2 separate regions of the Mus musculus genome follow, and region 2 is linked to region 1. A link is a contact called in public HiChIP or PLAC-seq data. All regions are on one chromosome and are shown on one strand. The core of a region is the stretch at or near the end of the contact, and the rest is flanking DNA. Distances in the headings are between cores, read along the strand shown. Region 1 has its middle 25 kb from the start of Nemp2. Region 2 holds the start of Hibch (3-hydroxyisobutyryl-Coenzyme A hydrolase).

Region 1 (3,722 bases), core at 464-2,963:
AGGTTGGAAAACATTTTTCTAAGCAAGTGGTCCCAAGAAACAAGCTGGAGTAGCCATTCTAATATCCAATAAAATCAACTTTCAACCAAAAGTTATCAAAAAAGATAAGGAAGGACACTTTATACTGGTCAAATGAAAAATCAACCAAGAAGAACTCTCAATTCTGAATATCTATGGTCCAAATGCAAGGGCACCCACATTCATAAAAGAAACTTTACTAAAGCTCAAAGCACACATTGTACCCCATACAATAATAGTGGGAGACTTCAACACCCCACTTTCAGGAATAGACAGATCAGGGAAACAGAAACTAAACAGAGACACTAACAGAACTTATTAACCAAACGGATCTAACAATATCTATAGAACATTTCATCCTAAAGCAAAAGAATATACCTTCTTCTCAGCACCTCATGGTACCTTCTCCAAAACTGACCATATAATCAGTCACAAAACAGGCCTCAACAGATACAAGAAGATTGAAATTATTCCATGCACACTATCAGATCACCACAGACTAAGGCTGGTCTTAAATATCAATAAAAACAACAGAAAGCACACATACACGTGGAAGCTGAACAATGCTCTACACAATGATAACTCAGTCAAGGAAGAAAAAAAGAAAAAAAATGAAACGCTTTTTAGAATTTAATGAAAATGAAGACACATCATACCAAAATTTATGGGACACAAGGAAAGCAGTTGTAAGAGGAAAACTCATAGCTCTAAGTTCTCCCAAAAGAAATTGGAGAGAGCTTACAGGAGCTTGACAGCACACCTGAAAGCTCTAGAACAAAAAGAAGCAAATACACCCTAGAGGAGTAGATGGCAGGAAATAATCAAACTCAGGGCTGAAATCAACCAAGTAGAAACAAAACCAACTCTACAGAGAATCAAAATCAGAAGCTGTTTTTTTGAGAAAAATCAACAAGGTAGATAAACCCTTAGCCAGACTAACCAGAGGGCACAAAGACAGTATCTAAATTAATAAAATCAGAAATGAAATACAACAAAATATATCTTAAAATGATTCTGTTTGTTGAATATTAACAGTTGAAAATACTAAAATCATGTTCTACAAACAATAAAGCCAACCAACCAAACAAAAAAAGATAGAAATCCTCAGAGACACAGTAGGTACATATCCACTGTAAGAGTCACAAGCAGCCCATAGCACTCATACTGGGACAACAAAAGTAGCCTACAATCTTGTCAGGACGTTTTATTGGTAAGGCTATTGCTTGGGATGCTGATTTAAGGTTTTAGAGAATGTCTAGAAATCAAGAATAGAAACAAACACACATAGGTTTCAGGCACACAGAACTCATGGCTTGGCTATTTATGTCTTGTACCACCGTGGACGCTTTCCCTCCCACTAGGATGGGAAGGTGGTAGGCAGGGCTCTGGTGTTAGCAAGAGTTGAGTCTGTGTCCTGGCTCTGACCATGATCCCATAACTTAGGCCCTATTCGCTTAAGAATCCTCATATTTTCAATGGGGAAGGTTATGTATACCAGGTAGGGCTTTTGAAAAACAAATGACCTAACCATGGATGAACTTCCCCTTTTGCAGCTGCTCTACTTAACTGATATGCCGAGAGGCATATTGCTTAGGAGTCCCATGAGCAAGCTGCAAATCCCCGGGAGTGCTAGCCACCTGCCTGCTTTCTGCCACTGCAACTTCCTGCCACTGCAACTTCCTGCCACTGCAACTTCCTGCCACTGCAACTTCCTGCCACTGCAAGCTCACTAGGACGATAAAGTAGCACTGTCCTATGACTCTGGCTCTTGAGCTGTGCTGGCCTTTGGCATGTACTATTACTCTGCTTTAAGAATAGTCTAGTTACAGAGACAAAATTTGGAGCTGTGACAAAAAAGATGGACCATCTAGTGATTGCCATATGCAGGGATCCATCCCATAATCAGCTTCCAAACGCTGACACCATTGCACACACTAGCAAAATTTTGCTAAAAGGACCCAGATATAGCTCTCTCTTGTGAGACTATGCCGGGGCCTAGCAAATACAGAAGTGGATGATCACAGTCAGCTAATGGATGGATCACAGGGCTCCCAATGGAGGAGCTAGAGAAAGTACCCAAGGAGCTAAAGGGAACTGCAACCCTATAGGTGGAACAACAATATGAACTAACCAGTACCCTGGAGCTCTTGTCTTTAGCTGCATATGTATCAAAAGATGGCCTAGTCAGCCATCACTGCAAAGAGAGGCCCATTGGACTTGCAAACTTTATATGCCCCAGTACAGGGGAACGCCAGGGCCAAAAAGGGGGAGTGGGTGGGTAAGGGGTTGGGGGGGTGGGTATGGGGGACCTTTGGGATAGCATTGAAAATGTAAACAAGGAAAATACCTAATTAAAAAAAAAGAATAGTCTAGTTAATAGCATCGAGCCAAGTTGGGTTCACACAGAACTCTAGGGTAGCATAACTTCCTGCAGGCAGAGAGGAGCAGGACAAATCACTATGGTAGTGATTCCTAGCCTCAGCTTTGACATCCCTGAGTATTTCTAAGGATCTCAAGAGAGGTTATAAAATTCTCAAATCAAGTTTAATTGGAATTCACTTTAATATTTTTCAAGTGACATATGGCACTGTAAGAACAGGAAGAAAAAGTCACAAAGTCCACAAACTCGTGAAGGTGTCAGCTCAAAAGGCTAGAAATTACTGCACTGTTGGATCGACGCTCACAGTAAACATTTTGTAACGAAGGCATATTGAATTTGGTGTCATTCATTACAGAGCAGAGGATGTTCTCTTGTTTGGTCACGTGTTTTTCATTTACGAAATATTTAAAAATGGTATTTACCTTTTATTTCAATACACCCACTGTGCATTTCCCAAACCAGCAGCTTTTCAAAGAAATCAACCAGAATTGTAAACACAAGATACAACGCTCTGATTCCCTACAGTCACTTTCACAATCCACATACTGTACATTCATAGGTGGGGCTCAGCCTGTCTCCCACTTCATTTCTGTAATTGCACGAGCATAATAAATACATCTGATTTTAAAGGTCACTTAAAATGAGCCTTGGGGGTTGACAGTGCAGTACCATTCAAGTGCAAAAGTAACCATCAGCTTAATTGTTCCCATCATTCCAAGCTGTGTTTTGTAGTGAAGCTAGGCATCCAGGTGTAGAATGTTTCCTCCCGAGGCAGGGGCAGGCAGAACGGTCACACAGAGGCCTTCACTGTACAGCTGATCCTGTCTCCTATGTTAGAGGCTAGGGTGAGCTTCCATTTCGAACCATTCTGGTGTCCATCCACAATATGACTGACCCCCATTCAACCACAGCAGCATCCCCCTTCCATATAGGCAGGCATCCCTTGGCTTCTTACAGCCTCTGCTTTCCTTCTAGGAGCAAGCTCTACATGCAGTCACCCAAGACACCCTCTATCTGGGGTGGTACCTGGTGTAGTTTGTAGCTCAAACCCAAAAGTTTTCAGTGTATGACTATGGTTTGGGGGAGAAGAATATTCTAAGATTCTTGTCTTAAGTCTTTAGAAAGTCATTCTTATTCCCAGAATTCCCATTCCTGGTTCCCTACTTACTCCTTCACAAACAAAACAGACCTACTATGTAAGTTTTAAACATCATGTCCCTCCCCCAGGCACTTAAATCTTATCCTGCTGTTTGTAAATAGTACTCTTTAGCTTAACACTTAGGAATCTGGTGAGTTGTCTTTTTTTTTTTTAATTCCATTAGCT
Region 2 (3,722 bases), core at 459-2,958, 190 kb after region 1:
TACCTTTTCATTAAAAAATTATTAAAATTACACAGCCAGGCATGGTGGCACATGCCTTTCATCCCAGCACTCGGGAGGCAGAGGCAGGTGGATTTCTGAGTTCGAGACCAGCCTGGTCTACAAAGTGAGCTCCAGGACAGCCAGGTCTATACAGAGAAACCCTGTCTCAAAAAACCAAAAAAAAAAAAAAAATTACACAAACTCCTTCAGATCAATTAATACCTGCTGATTAAACTTAAAAGCCAAACATAGATAATCAACTGGGCATTTCAAGACAGCCTAGTCTAGGGAGCAAACTCCTTTCCTTTCCATTTTTTAAAGTAAAAACCACTACCGTATTTATTGTTTCTCAATATTACAAAGAAAAGGCAATGCAATCTTTTTACATTAAATGTGGTAGTAAAAAAATTATATTTAAAGGTTTTTGAAATTTCTTATTAGATATTTTCTTTATTTACATTTCAAATGTTATCCCCTCTCTTCCTTTCCTTCTCCTATGGAAACCTCCTATCCCCTCCCCCTTCCCCCTGCTTCTGTGACAATGCTCCCCCAACCAACCAACCCCCCTCTCTGGCTTCCCCATCCTGGCATTCCCCTACACTGGGGCATCCAGCCTTCACAGGACCAAGGGCCTCTCCTCCCATTGATGCCTGACAAGGCCATCATCTGCTACATATGCACCTGGAGCCATGGGTCCCTCCATGTGTACTCTTTGGTTGGTGGTTTAGTCCCTGGGAGCTCTGGGGGTTCTGGTTGGTTGATATTGTTGTTTGTCCTATGGAGTTGCAAACCAATTCAGCTCCTTCATTCCTTTCTTTAACTCCTCCATTGGAGACCCTGTGCTCAGTCCAATAGTTGACTGTGAGCATCCACCTCTTTGTCAGGCTCTGACAGAGCCTCTCTGGAGATAGCTGTATCAGGCGCCTGTCAGCAAGCACTTGTTGGCACCTACAATAAAAAGTCTCTGGGTTTGGTGACTATATATGGAATGGATCCCCAGGTGGGGCATTCTCTGGATGGCCTTGCCTTCAGTCTCTGCTCCACACTTGCCTCTGTATTTCCTCCTGTGGGTATTTTATTTCCTCTTCTAAGAAGGACCAAAGCACCCACACTTTGGTCTTCCTTCTTCTTGAGCTTCTTGTGGTCGGTGAATTGTATCTTGCCGAGCCTTTGGGCTCATATCCATACTGTGTGTTCTTTTGTGATTGGGTCACCTTACTCAGGATTGATACTTTCTAGTTCCATCCATTTGCCTAAGAATTTCATGAAGTCATTGTTTTTAATGGCGGAGTAGTACTCCATTGTGTAAATGTACTACATTTTCTATCTCCATTCCTCTGTTGAAGGACATCTGGCTTCTTTCCAGCTTCTGGCTATTATAAATAAGTTTTTCTACTTTTCTCTTTGCTTTGGTTACTCACCTCTCAGCTTTCGTCTTGGCTCCTCCTCTTCCTCCTCCCCTCACTAGTTAACGCCCCTAGCCAGGACCCGCCCCACCTTTACCCGGCCTGGCCCTGTCTAGTGTGGCCCTGCCCACTGCTCTTGCTGGTTTCCTAACTGCTCCTGTTTTGCCCCGCCCCGCCCCGCCCGGCCGGGCCCGTGAGCGTAGCGCAGCGGAAGTGTAGGCGTTGGGCCGCTCTGGCCCACCGGAGGACTTGTCATCAGTGACCCCGGCTCTCCTCTGCTCTCATCGGCTGTGGGCGGGGCTGTGGGCGGGTCTAACTACCAGAGCCGGTGGAACCACTACACTCTGCTTCTTCTGCTCTTGGGTTTTTAGGCCATGGGGCAGCCATATGCGTGGCGGCTCCTGTCGAGGTGAGTTGGTGAGCAAGGCAGAGCTAAGGGCCGGCTTGGGGGAAAAGGCTCACAAGTGTCCCCGCAGGTCTCGCAGATCTAGTCGCCTTTGTATGGCAGCCTCTGCTTTGCTGCCCCGCGGCGACCTCAGCGGCGATCGCAACGACATGCGTCCTCTGACTTTGCTCTTTTTCTTGCAACAGCACCTTCATTTTCCGTCCTCTAGCATCTGTTAGGCCTTGACGTCCCACAACTTTCTCCCCCCTCCGTTTGTCTCCTATTTATTTTCTTTCTTGGAACTGGGCGCTGTGTGGGGACGTGCCACCTGATTTACTGTGTAGGGTATTTTCTTAAGTCACACAGAAATGACAGGTTGTGTACCTGGGCTCCGGGTAAGGAACTTGATTATTTCAGCTAGCAGTAGTAGCAGCGCAGGCAATTGGAACTCACAGAATAATGTTGTGACCATTTAGCGTGGCTTGACCGGAGCAGTGCAGATATTAACTTTCTAAGAGTGTCTCTCACTGCAATCGGACCTTGGCAGAAGGAAATGTGGTAGCACCCATTTTAGGAGCTTTGGCTAGTGTAATTCCTTTTCCCCAGTACCATACGCAAAAACTTCAATTTCCCCCCTGTGGAACTCTTCACTGAAGTACTTTTGGGCGATGAAATGTGTGCTGTTAGACATCTGTGCAGTCTAGGAGCATCTCAGACGTGGAACGCACCCTTGTTCCGTCTGCACGTTTCTTATGCCTTACAGTCTGTTGTGGAAGGTTCCTGCAAAGGCATAGAATGTTTCTTAGTTCTAAATGAGTAGTTACCAGTGGAGTTAGGGAGATGGTTCCGCGGTTTTAAGAGCCTATACTGCTCTTAAAGGACTGGCTAAGAGGACAAAGTTCTGCTTCCCGTGTGGCTCATAACTACCTTTAACTCCGTCTCCAAGGAATCTGATAGTTTCTTCTGGATCCATTGGACACTTGTACTTACATGGGCATACATATATACATAGTTAAAAACACATCTTAAGCCGCGCATGGTGGCGCACGCCTTGAATCCCAGTACTTGGGAGATAGAGGCAGGGATTTCTAAGTTCAAGGCCAGCCTGGTCTATAGAGTGAGTTCCAGGATAGCCAAGGCTACACAGAGAAGTCCTGTCTCAAAAAACAGAACAAAACAAAACATCTTAAAAAGAATAGTGCCTTTTTAGCAGAAAGCACCAACGATACTCAGGTATTTTTGTTACATGTAGAAGTTGCCTTGCTTCTCTTTTTTCTTTTGTGGTGAATAATAGCATCTGCTCACATAATCATTGTTGTTGCTTCTTGATGATGGCAAATTCTAAATTATTTGGGAACAATAATTTAGAGGCATGTATATTAACAAAGTTAACTTCATCTAGAAAGATTCTGTCATTACTGTGGTTCAGCTTGTCCCTATTTCACTCCACATTTCAACATGTAAAGTGCCAGGACCAAATTGGACAGTACTGATCTGAGGTCTCCCTTTCCTAGATCCAGTCCTGGGATAGCAAAAGGGATTGGAGACAAGGTCATGCAGTCAAGAGGAGCGGATTCCACAAACCTGGAGGGAGATCCGGAGAGTTTCTGGAAGGAAAGGGGCGGGTGTGCCTTGGTTGATGTGATTGGCTAATGCCATTGAACTTAGCCTTCCTTTGCTCCTCTGGTGCTGTCCTGTGTTCCTAACATTGCAGTGCCAGTTTAGCAGTTGGGTGGTTTTCTCTGTCTCAACAGCATTTCTTTAAGAAGAGAACTTTCAAATGTATTGTATAGTTGATTATTCTGAGTCCTATGCCGAATGCTTCAATTGTACTTCAAATGCAATTGAATTCAATTATATGTCAGCTAGATCTCTAAATGATCTCTATCACTCATTTTTGTCTTTTGTTGGATACTAAGCTATGAGTTTCA

The links. HiChIP or PLAC-seq counts read pairs in DNA pulled down with a chosen protein or histone mark.
Region 2: an H3K27ac HiChIP or PLAC-seq map of the HPC-7 cell line shows a contact between it and region 1, with 13 times the contacts expected there. The contact joins the promoter of Hibch here to the enhancer-like site in region 1. A contact is called at or near these places in 12 of 39 promoter capture datasets (the 3T3-L1 cell line, 3T3-L1-derived adipocytes, the C10 cell line and 7 more), 4 of 15 datasets of contacts at CTCF or cohesin (CD8 T cells, large pre-B cells, pro-B cells and 1 more), 135 of 484 Hi-C or Micro-C datasets (the 3T3-L1 cell line, 3T3-L1-derived adipocytes, the 63-12 cell line and 80 more), 19 of 115 datasets of contacts at active chromatin or transcription factors (the 230-238 cell line, the HPC-7 cell line, the SCID.adh cell line and 14 more) and 4 of 9 other capture datasets (adipose tissue, embryonic stem cells, liver and 1 more).

What each region holds. Positions count from the first base shown.
Region 1 is chr1:52,653,743-52,657,464 of GRCm38.p6, forward strand. It overlaps a transcript of Mfsd6 not described here. Among named protein-coding and RNA genes, the nearest start is that of Nemp2, 25 kb to the left of the region's middle. Within about 2 kb of position 1,714, at least 81 of the 459 cell types and tissues checked have an H3K27ac peak or open chromatin away from gene starts, as enhancers often do. A contact at or near this core is called in the 230-238 cell line, the 63-12 cell line, B cells and 22 more, where this site is marked.
Region 2 is chr1:52,843,330-52,847,051 of GRCm38.p6, forward strand. It overlaps Hibch (3-hydroxyisobutyryl-Coenzyme A hydrolase), which reads left to right and starts at 1,709. Exons shown (of 14, transcript NM_146108.2): 1 at 1,709-1,815. The coding sequence starts at 1,781.